Linked DNA regions of Rattus norvegicus: region 1 is linked to region 2. The links are chromatin contacts, called in public Hi-C maps. All regions are on one chromosome and are shown on one strand. Each heading gives the region's core, a stretch centred on a gene start, on an enhancer-like site or on the middle of the called end of the contact. The rest is flanking DNA. Distances are from core to core; before and after follow the strand shown. Region 1 overlaps Sh3bgrl2 (SH3 domain binding glutamate-rich protein like 2). Region 2 has its middle 43 kb from the start of Hmgn3.

Evidence for each region. A called contact is a pair of places that touch in the nucleus more often than the background predicts.
Region 1: a Hi-C map of the A7r5 cell line shows a contact between it and region 2, with 4 times the contacts expected there. The contact joins two enhancer-like sites. A contact is called at or near these places in 2 of 12 Hi-C or Micro-C datasets (the A7r5 cell line and Schwann cells).

The regions. Positions count from the first base shown.
Region 1 is chr8:93,390,354-93,397,020 of GRCr8, forward strand. Sh3bgrl2 (SH3 domain binding glutamate-rich protein like 2) reads left to right here. Exons shown (of 4, transcript NM_001389250.1): 4 at 357-4,461. The coding sequence ends at 368. Among named protein-coding and RNA genes, the nearest start is that of Sh3bgrl2, 53 kb to the left of the region's middle. Within about 2 kb of position 3,783, at least 8 of the 93 cell types and tissues checked have an H3K27ac peak or open chromatin away from gene starts, as enhancers often do. A contact at or near this core is called in the A7r5 cell line, where this site is marked.
Region 2 is chr8:92,892,998-92,899,413 of GRCr8, forward strand. No RefSeq gene overlaps it. Among named protein-coding and RNA genes, the nearest start is that of Hmgn3, 43 kb to the right of the region's middle. Within about 2 kb of position 3,529, at least 5 of the 93 cell types and tissues checked have an H3K27ac peak or open chromatin away from gene starts, as enhancers often do. A contact at or near this core is called in the A7r5 cell line, where this site is marked.

The sequences.
Region 1 (6,667 bases), core at 2,533-5,032, 500 kb after region 2:
CTTTCTGAATGTTGTGACCATTTTGATGATGTCACTCATCTGGGATCACCCTTAACCAGTGCCTCTTCATGCTCCTGGGTTACAGCTACCTACTGTGAGCTAGCGGCACAGCCGTGTTCAAAGAAAGACTCAGTGGCTACTGAAAAGTGGAGCTTTTCTTTGCGTGTTTGCAGTTTGGGTGTGTGACTGAAATGGAGGCTCTGGCTTAAAAGCCAGGACTCACTTCTATCAGTAGCGTGGGGTGAGTCATCATAGCCCTCCTCATACCTGTTCCTGACATTAAAACAACACTGCCAAAGGCCATGTTCTTGTCAATGCAGCATAATAACCGTGCCTTTCCCCCTTCTGTTCTGTAGGCTGAACCTTAGAGGTAGAGTGGAAGGTGATGGACTTGCATTTTGGAGCATCCCCTGGTACTCAGCACTCACCTGCTTACCTGATGCATCACTGTGACAAAGCCACACACACAATCTGTAACTTCGCTTGACCCGGAGAAGGTGTTTTTGGAGGATGTGGGAATAATGGGGACTGCGTGATTGCTCTGAGCCAATCAGGACTGTGGTGGTGGTTCTCTTATTTTTCTGATTTGTCTGCAGTTGCTCCACTCACCTGAAAGTACTCTCCTCTGTGACAGGTCGGCTTCCTTAATGACTGACAGATAATTGGGTAGCACCATCAGGGAAAAAACACTGGACCTACCCTAGGGTTTATTAGAAACCGGTCTTGCAGAAACCCATTCCTCTCTAAGCTGCCTGCCTGCCATCCTTGAAACCATTTTGCCAGGATGGTAACATCATTGAATCCAAAAGAAGAAAGCAGTGCTGGCTGACAAAGGACTCTGAGGGTTCTTGTGGTAGCGTCACAAATGTCACTACTCTGCTACTTAACGCCTGCTGGAAAAGCTAGATGCTCTCAACTCCGTTCTGTAGTGGAGACCCTCACTTCTGTATATTCTCCAGGTGCTTCCAAAACCACCATTGCAAGATCTAATGATCACAGCCAAGTTACAAGGCAGAAAAGAATTGCTGCTTTGGAAAATGTCTCCTTCTTTATATCTTGCAAGGGGGAAGTTTCACTGTATGCATAAGCCTCCTTGAGAGGTCTATTTTGAGAGGTGCACCGCTCATATAGTAAGTTAATAGAGTTTGCTCTGTCAGTGTGCAGAAGCGTTTTCAGCTCTTGTAGTTTGCTTGCACACACATGCACATATATTTTTAAATGCAGCTCCCCAAAGTAACAGCTGCTGGTTCTATTTTGTGAAGGGATTATATTTTTGGAGAAAGGAAATGCTTGGTTAGATATATTTTGTGAGCCATTGACGCCAGTCCTGCCGGGGCTGGGGCTCAGCGGTAGAACAATGCATAGCACACACAGATTCTGCACTCAGCTCCAGTACAGTGGAAAGGAAAGAGACACCAGGCTGGCTGCCTCGTGTGACTTCCCATGTTACCTACCTTAGTCTCTACCCTCCTAGTTCTATTTCAGTCCAGCTCACAGACTTGGGCTTTTCAGAATAACACAGATAGGCACTCTTGCACTCTTGAGCACAAGTGAGACTTCAAGCAGCACAGACAGGAAGGGCTGTCTAGAGCATGGTCCTGAATGTCTTTGGGAGGCAAAGTCCCTGCTCCCCCTGGGTGAACACTGACGTGTGATTTTCACTCGCCGGGATCATGGCATATTTAGAGTTAGTTTCGCACATAGGGATGGCCTTGAACAGGAAAGAGGCTGATTGAAATCTCGGCCTAGTCCTAGCAGGGTGGTGCTGGCCTCTCGCTCTGATTCTGAGAAGGAAATGTTTGCGAAATTGAAAGGTCAAACAAGCGGCCCCCTTTGCCAGCCCACCTCAAGCTTTGCTGAACGTGCTCTGCTCCGCATGCTGAAGCTGAGATCCTGTTGCATCAAGAAGAGAGGAGGACAGCTTCCTTTATGAATGACCAAATGACCGGTGCACAATTTTCTGTCCAAGGAAAGCTTGTCAAGTTGTGGGTATTAGTGGCTGACCGGTATTAAACAAGATCCAGGAAAAATTCCATTTGGTAAATCCCGGGGAGGTTCCAGGGTTTTGTTTTTGTGTTTTGTTTTTCCTCCTCTAACTGGATATTGTGCTTGAATTTGTGAGTCTTCTGAGGAATGTTTTTAAATTGTCTTGTGAAATCAACCCAGGTTATATCGATCTACTTACTTACATCGAGTCTACTCTTGCCAGTGAGTGCCAATAACAGTTTGGCAAAGTGAAATCTTAGCATGTTTCAGTTGTAGGAGCAGTAACCTTACAGTGTTGAGGAAATGGAGAAAGCTACTAAGATTTGTCATGTAACTTTTTAATTGTCCATACCATAGCTACTATGACTGTGTTAAGCGCACTGAATAGATGGTGTTCTTAGAATGGCTGTCACAGCTACTATCATTTCCACCACCATTCTTCTGGGGAGCACTGGGGACTCAGCAAGAGAAATGAGATTAGAGGTAGTGACTTGTTTTAGTGTCCAGAAGCCCAGTATGGAGTCACCACAGTTCCCAGACAACAGTGTGTGCAGAGCGTGCTGGGTCTTATATGATTTCCAGTCTGCCGGTCTGACTGACTTCTCCCCTCCCCTTCTTCCTTTCCCTCTCTCTGTTGGTTGTTGTTTGAGACAGTCTTGCTACGTAGACCTGGAACCCACTTCTGCTTCTGCCTCCCAAGCGCTAGAATCACATGCTGCTGAAATAGCGCTCTTCTGATTCCCTTTAGTTAGCTTGCCTTTAGATTGAGTCGCCACCGTCTTCAAAGCCTAGCAAAGAAGTGCAGACATGACTGGAAGGCCAGTAGCTTTCAAGGCGTAGTGTTGACTTCCTGTAGGCTTGTGGGACAAAGGAAGTGTGCTGCTCATGACCAGACAGTGCCATTTGAACATCAGGTGAGTGGGAAACGCCATACTGCTAGGTATCTGCAGACCAGAAGACAATTTAAGTTCAGGAAATTCTTTGCCAAATTCTGGGGGTTTATTAAAATCAAAGAGGAGAAAAAGGAAGTTTTGCCCTTGGATGCTAATATTCTTTAGGCTCTCCTTTTCTGCTTTATGAAGTTAACCCAATATTTCATTTTCATATTGTGTGAATTTAATCATCTAAATATGTTTCTCTTTTGTTATTGAAAGGTACCAAAGGCTTCTTATGTTTTGTTTGGCTCATTTGATTTTATTGTGGTTTTTTTTTTTTTCTAGAAATACCTTTTATATAGACATGTCCCCAAGTGTCTGGGTCCACTTCAGTCTGTGTCATTGTTTTTTTTACCTCAGTTCGTTTGTGTTTGTCTCTCAAGGGAGAATAAATTCCAGAAAACATGCATTTTAAAACTGGAGTTGTTTCTTCCCATTCCCTCTCCTTTTCCAACTTTTATTCCTGAGTTACCTTAGATCCTTCCTGTTGTGTTAGGAACCTGAGCTTTTGCTCCCATCCGTGAAAGGGTTAGACTGTTACAGGCCAGAGCTCCTGCAGCGACTCACTTGAGAAGAATGCTTGTGGTTTTGCCTGGGCACACTGGGAAGAGAACAGAGCCCTCTCTGGCCGCCCAGGACTAAGGTGGGGCTCCTCAGCCGCTGGCCTAGGTGTATCCTGTGTTCTTCCAGGCACACTGAAGCCACTAGCCGTTTGTTCCTTACTGGTTGCAGAAAACACTGGGGTGGCCATAATTTCGCTCGCATGACCTTCCTTTGGAGCCACATTTGGAAGCAGAAGACTTCCCTGGAAGCCATGTTTCTGAAGGTGGGGTCCAACGCCGAAGTCACCAAGAAGCAGTTGCAGAACTTAAACCCCAGGACAGATGGGGTGTGGGGGAGGGGTCAAAGGCAACAAGCTGTAAGCGGACAGAAATATGTCTGCTCATGAAACCAAATCAGCAGATAGCCCTGCCTGTTTGTGACCTAGATTCCAAAGGGAGTGCTTCTTAGTTCTAGACACACAGGCCAGATTAGCAAGGCTGTCTTTCCTGCCAGCATGAATTAAGCCCTCTCAGTGTGATAAGTCCTGTCTAAGCAGTACAGGAGGATGAGGCGAGCAGATGGGAACATCCGGTACAGCCGTGGTCAGTGGCGGGCCAGGTAAGTTGTCAGCACTGGTACGGCCCATCCCCAGAAAGGTTAATGGTTTCTTCTTACTAAACCATCCTGACTTTTTAGATCTTATACATGCTATGGACTAATATACATACATACATACATACACACACATACATAGGTACTGAAGATACATGCATACATATCTACTGAAGTATAGAGTGATAATAATAACCCCCATCTGCCTCCTGCCTCCCTCACTGCCATTCTCCCAAGGCACCCCCTGCGCCCCATCCTCACCTCTGTCTCCCTGTTGAATATAGAAAGCCTCACCCTGTATTTGTGTGGATTGAAGTCTTCCTGCCCTTTTCATTTTGTCCCCATGTATGTATTCTTAAAGAAAAATAAACAGAATTAAACCAGATACAGTTTTATTTTTGCTTCTCACAATGGGAACTCTTGTTGTTAATCATTATTCTAATGTGTGACTAGATAACATTTTTTTCTCCAACTGTTGACAGTTGAACATTGGTGTGAATATTCTTTCATTTGACTTCTGGTATAAGTAAGAGATTTCTTACCCAAAAGTGAAGCCACACCTTAAGTCGTATTGCTGGTTGTACAGAAAGAACACGCATTAGCTTTAAGGACAGAGACCGATTGCTTTCTCGAGCTATGGTACCAGTATATACCTCCCACCAGAATGCTAACATTTTTATGACTGCTAATCACGAACAACCTGTGTGATTGTTAGACAAATCTATACCCAGCATCTAATGTAAGATGATATCTTGTGGTTTCATTTGGCCTTTTTTTTTAAATCATTAGTAAATCAAACATGTTTATTATGGGGCTCCTGTGTCAAACTTCTGTGCTACTTGGATATTTGGCTATGTTTTAGTTACTGGAGTGCTCTGTATTCCTGGGGATGGAACCCAAGGCCTTGCATATATGAAGGAAATATTCTACCTCCGAGACATACTTCTAGCCCATGAGTTACTTCTTAAAGCGAAGAGAAACCAGGAATAAACAGTCCTCTGAAGCCTTTTCCTGAAATGTGAAATGCACATGAAAGTTTATTCTGTTTTTAGGGAATAAAGCTAAGTATGTTGATTGACAGCCTGTCTGTCTGCCATGAGAAGTGCTGGGGACGTCTCTAGGAGACTGTCTCTGAAGGTGCCATAAGGTTCATCACTTTCCTGCCTTGTTTGGCAGGAAATCAATTGGATTTATGCTCTGCCTCAGTTTGCTTTACTGGATTTCACCAAGCGAAAATCTTTATGCAGACTTTATGCTCACGTATACCTGTTTGCTTAGGAGATCAACATACAGTGGGCTTGGAGCCATGGCCAAACAAGGTGTGGCACTTAAAAGAAAGCAGAAAACTCTTAGACAAGGTGCTTGAGCTCAGACTGGGGGAGTCCCCAGGCGGAGAAAAGATCCAGGTGGTGCTAGGCATAGCCCAGTGAGAAGCAAGGGTTTCCACGTGTGTAGAACTGCAGGGGACTGGCTCTCGTCCCTCTAAGGAACTGTTTCAGTAGATGACACTGGCATTTTAAAGTGTTTTAACAACTGTTATCATGAATAGAATAAAATTGAGGTCCCTTTATAAAACAGGTATCTACACTACTATACGTAATATAGGGCCCCATAATAAAAATCATTATACCCAAACCTTCCCCTGAAGAAGCTTTAAAGCAAGTGCCAGTGTTCACCAGCGTTAAACAGAATGAAGCTCTAGTTCAGAATGCTGCTGTCCACCAACCAGCAAGCCCCGTGGGTCAGAGCCCTTGAAGGGTGCCTACCCAGGTTTGTGACGTGGTTTGAGTGTAAAGATATTCCAGATTTTATACTTATTGTAAACACTCAAATGAGCTTGTGGATAATTTTCATATCATTTATACATTAAAACAGTCTGAATATATTGAGTATTAAAATGATCTCTTGTTCCCGTAAGTGTGGCCCCTGGGATATTTTAGGTTTAACGTTTGGTTTTCATTATTGCCCTGCTGGACAGCACTGTTCTTCACACTCCTGCCTGAGTTTACAATAGAGAAATAAATGCATTTGGAATATTTTTAGGTCTTGAGGAAAGTCCTCCATTTTTAATACTGAAGGAAACTGCAAACATCTTTGGGAGCATAATTTTCTGATACAGATGCCAAAATGACTTTTTCATTCTGCCTTTTGCTCCTGTAGCTTTTTTTTTTAATAGTGAAGGAAGTGTCTTCTCCTGGACATGGCTGTGCCATGTGTTGTCAGAATGTGTGACCTCTCTCTCTGCAGCCTCCTGTTTCCTGTTATCTAACTGAGCTCATGTCTGGAGTTGTCCTGTGTCAGAACTAGGTCACGATGGCATTTGTATTTTCTGTTTTCAAGGGGGGAAGTAATGACTCACTCACTCAGACGCCAGCTATAATCTTCAGAACTGTGGTGAATGTTCCTGGGATGTGAGTCCTTTATTTGCAAAGTTAAAAAACAAAAGTATATGGATAATCTGCCTTTTAGACATTTCTTTCTGGTGGTAGTGCCAGAGATTAAAACAAACCTGCCCAGGGTTTTAAAGTAGTTTTTGCTATTCTCTTAGAACACTAACTTTTAGGTAAACCTGTAGTATTCTTGCCATTAAA
Region 2 (6,416 bases), core at 2,279-4,778:
GTCATGACCATTAGCGTTCATATCACTCATATACACATAATATTCATTACTCATACAAAGGTGCCAACAAGAATGCTTATACCTGGAGTTAGTCAGACTGCAGGAGCTCAAAGGCACAGTCCCATTTTCCAAACCATTCCCCATTTGGAAACTTTGCTGGAAAGGGCCGAGAACTTAATTAAAGCCATTCCATTTCATTCATGGCCACTGATTATTACATGAAATGATGCTTCTGCAATAAGAACTCACTAAAGGTGGAATATCAGTGTGGGGTAGTTTGTGTGGGGTGTGGCAACCTGTGCTCACCTGAGCTTTGGTGTGTATGGCTTTTTAAAATATTTATTTATTTTATTTATATGAGAACGCTGTAGCTGTCTTCAGACAGACCGGAAGAAGGCATTGGAGCCCATTACAGGGTTGTGAGCCACCATGTAGTTGCTGGGCATTGAACTCAGGATCTCTGGAAGAGCAGTGAGTGCTCTTAACCCCTGAGCCATCTCTCCAGCCCACGGCTCTGTTTATGCCAGCCAAGCAGTCTACCAACTGAGCTACAGCCCCAGCCTGAGTTAGGCCAAAACCATTGGCACACAGACGGCACAGAATAAGCATTGCTAGTTTATTGTCTTTGTCCTTCTATAAGAAGCATACAAAATACAGCATTTTTAGCTTCATCTTTATTATGAAAATGTACAAATACACAGAAAATAGTGTAAAAATACTTTTTTTACCCAAGGGAGATCCAACAACATTATGCCAAACTTCTGTGTGTGTGTGTGTGTGTGTGTGTGTGTATTATGTACTTTTGTTAAGGTATTTGAAAATAAATGACAGCTCTTGCAACCATTAATAATTTGGAATACTTGGTATGCATTTCATATTAATAATTGTGATGTCCTTAACTGAACAGCTAACCATCACCTCCTAATGGAATAGTCTGGATGGCCCGCATACTAAATAAACAGGGAGTATGTGCTAATTGAGGGACCTGGTTTGTTGCTAACCCCTTCTCTCAGAAACCACGTTATTCCTGTTTCTTTCAAATGAAAGACACTGGAATTCTTATTTCTTCCTCAATCAAGTCCAAACCCTGATGGGTTGTCTAGGACTGTGTATGCCTCATGTCCTTCGTCTACATGCCCACATCTGCTTTTGTACCAGTTCATGAGTTTTGATGTATGCTGGTTTGACATGGTGAATACTACCATTCTTTATTTCCACCGCCTTTCAACATCAACACCACTCCTCCTCCAGCCCCCATTCCAGTCGTGGTATCTCTGTGTCTTTCTGATCAAATTGTGCACTTTGGTTGTTTGGAGGAGCTTTTCTGTCACCTGAACCATTGGTGGCCCTCTGGTTCAATAGTTTTCAATATGTATGCAATTTGGATTCAACCAGCGAGCTCCGGAGACCACCTCAGGAGGGAGGTGCTGGCCAAGAGGGTGAGCCATCGAGTCTACAATTACTTTTCTCATTGCCATGACAATACATCTGACTTCAACATCTACAGCGAGGAAAGATTTTGACTCACCATTTCTGAGATTTCAGTCTGTAGACCTTGGCTCTGCTGCTTCTGGCCAGTGAGGCAGAGGATCTTGTCCACAGAAGTGTGAGAAGGGACTCACAAGGAAAGGTAGCTTACTGTGATAAACAGAAGTGATCATGGTCTGCCCTAGACCAATGCAGGCCTCACTTTAGGCACTTGTTGATTGACAGGTTTTTTTTTTTTGTGCCATCTCATCTCAGTTTTAATGAGTTAATATCAAGCTTTACTGTACCCTGGGAAGGTCTATGACCAAAGACTTGTCTTGTCTTCTCAGAGCAAAGCCAAAGAGTTATGTCTTTTGGGGTTGTGGTTGCTCTGGAAGATAGGCCTCAATCTAGCTGTGGTTTTATTGATTGATGGTCAAACTATCCTTTTTGTTTGTTTGTTTTTCTGCAATGAAGACTGAACTTAAGACTTAACATGTGATTTTCTTTTGGGTCAGGGTCTCTCTAAGTTACCTGGGTCATCCTATATTGTGATTTTCCTGCCTCAGTATTTTGAATAGCTGGGGTTATAAGCATACTTCAACAGGTTGAAAGAGTAAATCACTTTGTAAGAGTATTACTCATTTACAATTGCTCACACTAAATTCAAGTAAAGTGAAAGAATAATTTTTTACTGTCATCGTCATCGTCATTGTCATCGTTATCATCATCATCAACAACAGCAGCAGCAGCAACAACAACAACAACAAGAAGGCAGGATGGCCTGGGACTCTCTCTATAGCTAAAGGTTTTCTTGGACTCCTCATCTTTCTGCTCCTATCTTTTATGTACTGGAAATGTGTGCCACCATGGCCAGCTGAATGATTGTTTTAAAAATCCCCTTATTCTGTCTCAGTTCTTACTCTAGAGGCACTCAAATGTCTTAGAAAAAGGAAATGATATTTTTGGAATCCAAAGGAGACTCATCTCTAAAACCAAGAATATTTCACATCATCTCCAGGGTCTGCCCTAGCTCTGTGATTTCTATACACAAAGCCCCTCTCCTATGCTCCATTCACTGAAAAGCTCTATTCTACCTATTTGGCTGTTCAGGTACCCACGACCATTTGTGTGGCAGACCATAACCTTCCAGTCCAAAAGACATTAGTAGACAAGCCCTGAGAAATGGTTAATTATTTACTAGAAATGCAACTAAACCTTTATCATGCCAAACCCAAATTGTCATTTTTTTTGGCAGGTACTTTATGGCAACCAGATGAATAATACTTTAAAAATGTTACTCTGAAAGTTAACTTAGTTTCTATGGGTTTGTTTATGGCTAACATCTGTTAGGGCCATGAGATAATAGTCCTGGAAATAAAAATCCATTAGAGGAATCACAGAGTTTTGTGTGGAAGAGGTTAGGAGTGTACAATGGCTGATGCAAATGTGCGTTCTTTGTGCTACTATGTAATGAGTGTTGGCTTCTCCACTAGAAATTGAAGCCCCATAGTTCTTGGAGACTGATCTTACTAATGTATGAAGACCTGGTGTCTTGCAAAATGCCTGATATTGAGACATTATATTTTTATTAACAATATGAAAGACAGACTCTGATGTAATCCTGGAGTGCTCTGCCCAGAATAATATGTTTTATCTAGAGTTTGGGATGAACTCACAGAAGATAGGATACAACTGTGAGGCAGGGGTGGGGTGGAGAAAAGTGTTGGTATAGGCACTTAGAAGCCAGTTTTTTGCAGGCTCGAAACAAGAACCTGGGCATTCCTATGTTTAACCTGAATGTGATTGTTTTTGGAAAACCTCTTATTTCTCAAATATCTGAATTTGAAAGGCTTATTTAAATACAGCACATATAAAAAGAGAACTGTGTGTCCTACCATAATCTCTGAGGATGAGTGACAGTATTTCACATAACATGATAACATTTTCAGGTGCTTGAGAAAGTAGAATTGACTTAAATAAAACTCAAATGCCGGAGCCCTAACAGAATGGGAGTAATGCCTGGCAGTGACTCAGCAGCTAAAGAGTGCTCTGTGGAGCTGGAAAGATGACTCAGCGATTAGGTGCACACACTGCTCTTACAGAAGAGCAGGTTCAGTGCCCAGCACCCACATTGGGTGGCTCAGAATTGCTTGTAACTCCAGCTCTAGTGGTTCTGATGCCCTCTCCTGGCCTGTGTGGGCACCTGTACAGATGTGCACTCACAAAGACACACAGATACATACATACAAATAAAAATAAACACACCTTTTAAACTGTTAAGATTGAAATAAATAGTACTTTCTAATTTTCATACTTGTACTGGTGATAGGCTGTGTGTGTGTGTGTGTGTGTGTGTGTGTGTGTGTGTGTGTGTGTGAGAGAGAGAGAGAGAGAGAGAGAGAGAGAGAGAGAGAGAGAGAATCACACCATCTAGGCTGGCCTTGAACTCCTCCTGCCTCCATCTTATAAGTGGCATTTTAGTCATATACCAGTACAGCTCGCTCTCGGTTGACAACTCCTTTCGTCAATCTGAGAAGCTCTTGCCTGGTCATATTTTAAGGGAGGATTTAGGGCATATCAGAAAGGGGTCAGATGACCTGAGGGGTTCACCTATCTTCCAAGTTTATGGCCAGACTTCAAGGAACTCATGAGGCCCATTAATCCAGGCCCAGGTAGACTATCTCTAAGGGACTATCTCTGTTCACTAGTTAGTACTTTATGACCTAAAATGAAAGGTATCACAAATCACAGTGTATATTTATAGGAAAAAGTTGGGGCTAGATCTAAAGTGAATCTAAAGTGAAGGCTAAATAAATATTGTCACAAGAATAGAACCACAATCAACAGAAAATGCTCCTAAGGTATGGCACTGATGTTTTCAAAATCTTTATATAAACAGAACTGAGTAAGATGGACACAGCAGTGGTTGGCAGCCTCTCTCCTCCATTGAAGACGACATTCAGCTCAGCATGTATCTACTCCCTAAGACTCAAGTGACAAAAGGAGAATGGGACAACATCTTTCTACCATCTAGAAACTAGTGGTTCACTTACTTCTCATTTCAATCAATATTATCAATCTTGTCCAGTCATTGATTTATAATGGCCTCTAGAGAAAAACTACTTTTATTCCCCTTTATCTGTGGAAACACTGTGGTAGAGAAAGATTGGTTGAAGTGTTCAGACACACATAGCCAGTAAGTCATAAAACCAGATTGAACTAGACCGCATGGTTCAATTATCAGCCTGATCTTTGTAACATACTGCCTTTCAGGGGAAGCCTGTGGCCTCTTTTTACCTGAGCCTGCTTCTAAAGCTTATGTGTACTTGTCCCCTTCAAAGTTTACTGATGTTCATGATGGATAGTGTTTTAGGCACTTGTACTAGCTGATTTCACGGTGCCTTTCATTCGATCTCTACAGCTTGGTCCAACAGAATTATCTCTGTGGTAGAGGTGAGTAAGTTGATAGGTAGAGATGTTCAATCACCTGACTAGGTTCACACAATTGCTAAGGAGTAGCTTTGAGTACCTCAGATCTTAAAGGCTGGAGAGATGGCTCAGTGGCTAAGGGCATTTGCGAAAGAATCAGGTTCAGTTCCCAGCACCCATTTGACATCTTACAACCATCTACACATACCTACCTGCGGGCAAAACCGTTCATATACATAAAAATGAAATAGACACATCTCAAATGTCTTAAATCCATGTCTTCTGATTCTAAGTCAAATGTTTTCAATAGCCTGGTAATCGTATTTTCCTGTGAACTGTAAGCCAGTAAGCTGTTAGTACACTTAAGGTTGCGCTCACATCAATTTCAGATTTCACCGCCCCCCATAGATCCCTCCACCCATTAGGAGTCACCGCCTGCCTTGTTCTTCCCCCGCTCTGGCAGCTAGTCTAATCTGCGTTCCTTTAGCCTCAGCATGGTACATAAATGGAAAGAACACGTAGCTTCCATATGTGTCTTCCAATGCGTGATAGGATAGTCCTCTTTACACCTGGATACTATTACACTTTCTAGTCTTTATTTGTTAATCTCTTCACAATGACAGACATGCGGACTGTTCCACTGGGGAATTATTAGGAGATAATCTACTCCGAAAACTCAGACACGCCTTTTTGTCTGAACGTGTTTTCTGTCCTCTTCAGTTTAGAGCCAGGAGTGGAACCGGTGGGTTCTAACTCCATGCTGGACTCTCTGAGTAGTGACTGAACATTTTCCCCCAAAGCCTGCATTTTCACATTTCACCAGCAGTGAATGCTCACATTTCTCTGCACTCTCTCCTGCACTTGTCTCTTTCCTTTTCCTTCCTTGGTTCAGAGTCACATTTTCCTGAAGGAGTCATGATGGAGACTGTCAGTTTGACACAAGCAGGAGTCATGTGAAAGGACAGGAACCTCAATCCAGGAAATGGCTCCATAAGACCAGGCTGTAGGCAAGCCTGCAGGACATTATGTTAATTAGTGACTGACATGGGAGGGCCCAGCACATGGTGGGTAGTGTCATCCATGGGCTGGTGGGTGTAGGTTCCTTAAGAAAGCAGGTTAAACAAGCCATGAGGAGCAAGCCAGTAAGCAGCACTCTTCCATGGCCTGTGCTTTAGCTCCTGCCTCCAGGTTCCTGCCCCCTTTGAGCTCTTGTCCTGACATCCTGTTTTGATAAACAGTGATTTGGAAAGCCAAGTAAACCCTTTACTTCCCAAGTTGCTTTGGGCATGGCATTTCATCATGGCAATAGAAACGATAAGTACAACACTGATCATCTCTTCAGAGGCCCGTGCATATTAGTAAATTCCAAGAAATGTCTATTTAAATCATCTTCCCATTTTTAAAGTGATTTTTAAATGTATTCTTTTCGTATATATGACATCCCAGTTGACAGTTTCACTTCTTCCCATTCTCTCCCCTAGATCCTCGCTTCCCTACAGAAAAGAGCAGGCCTCCCA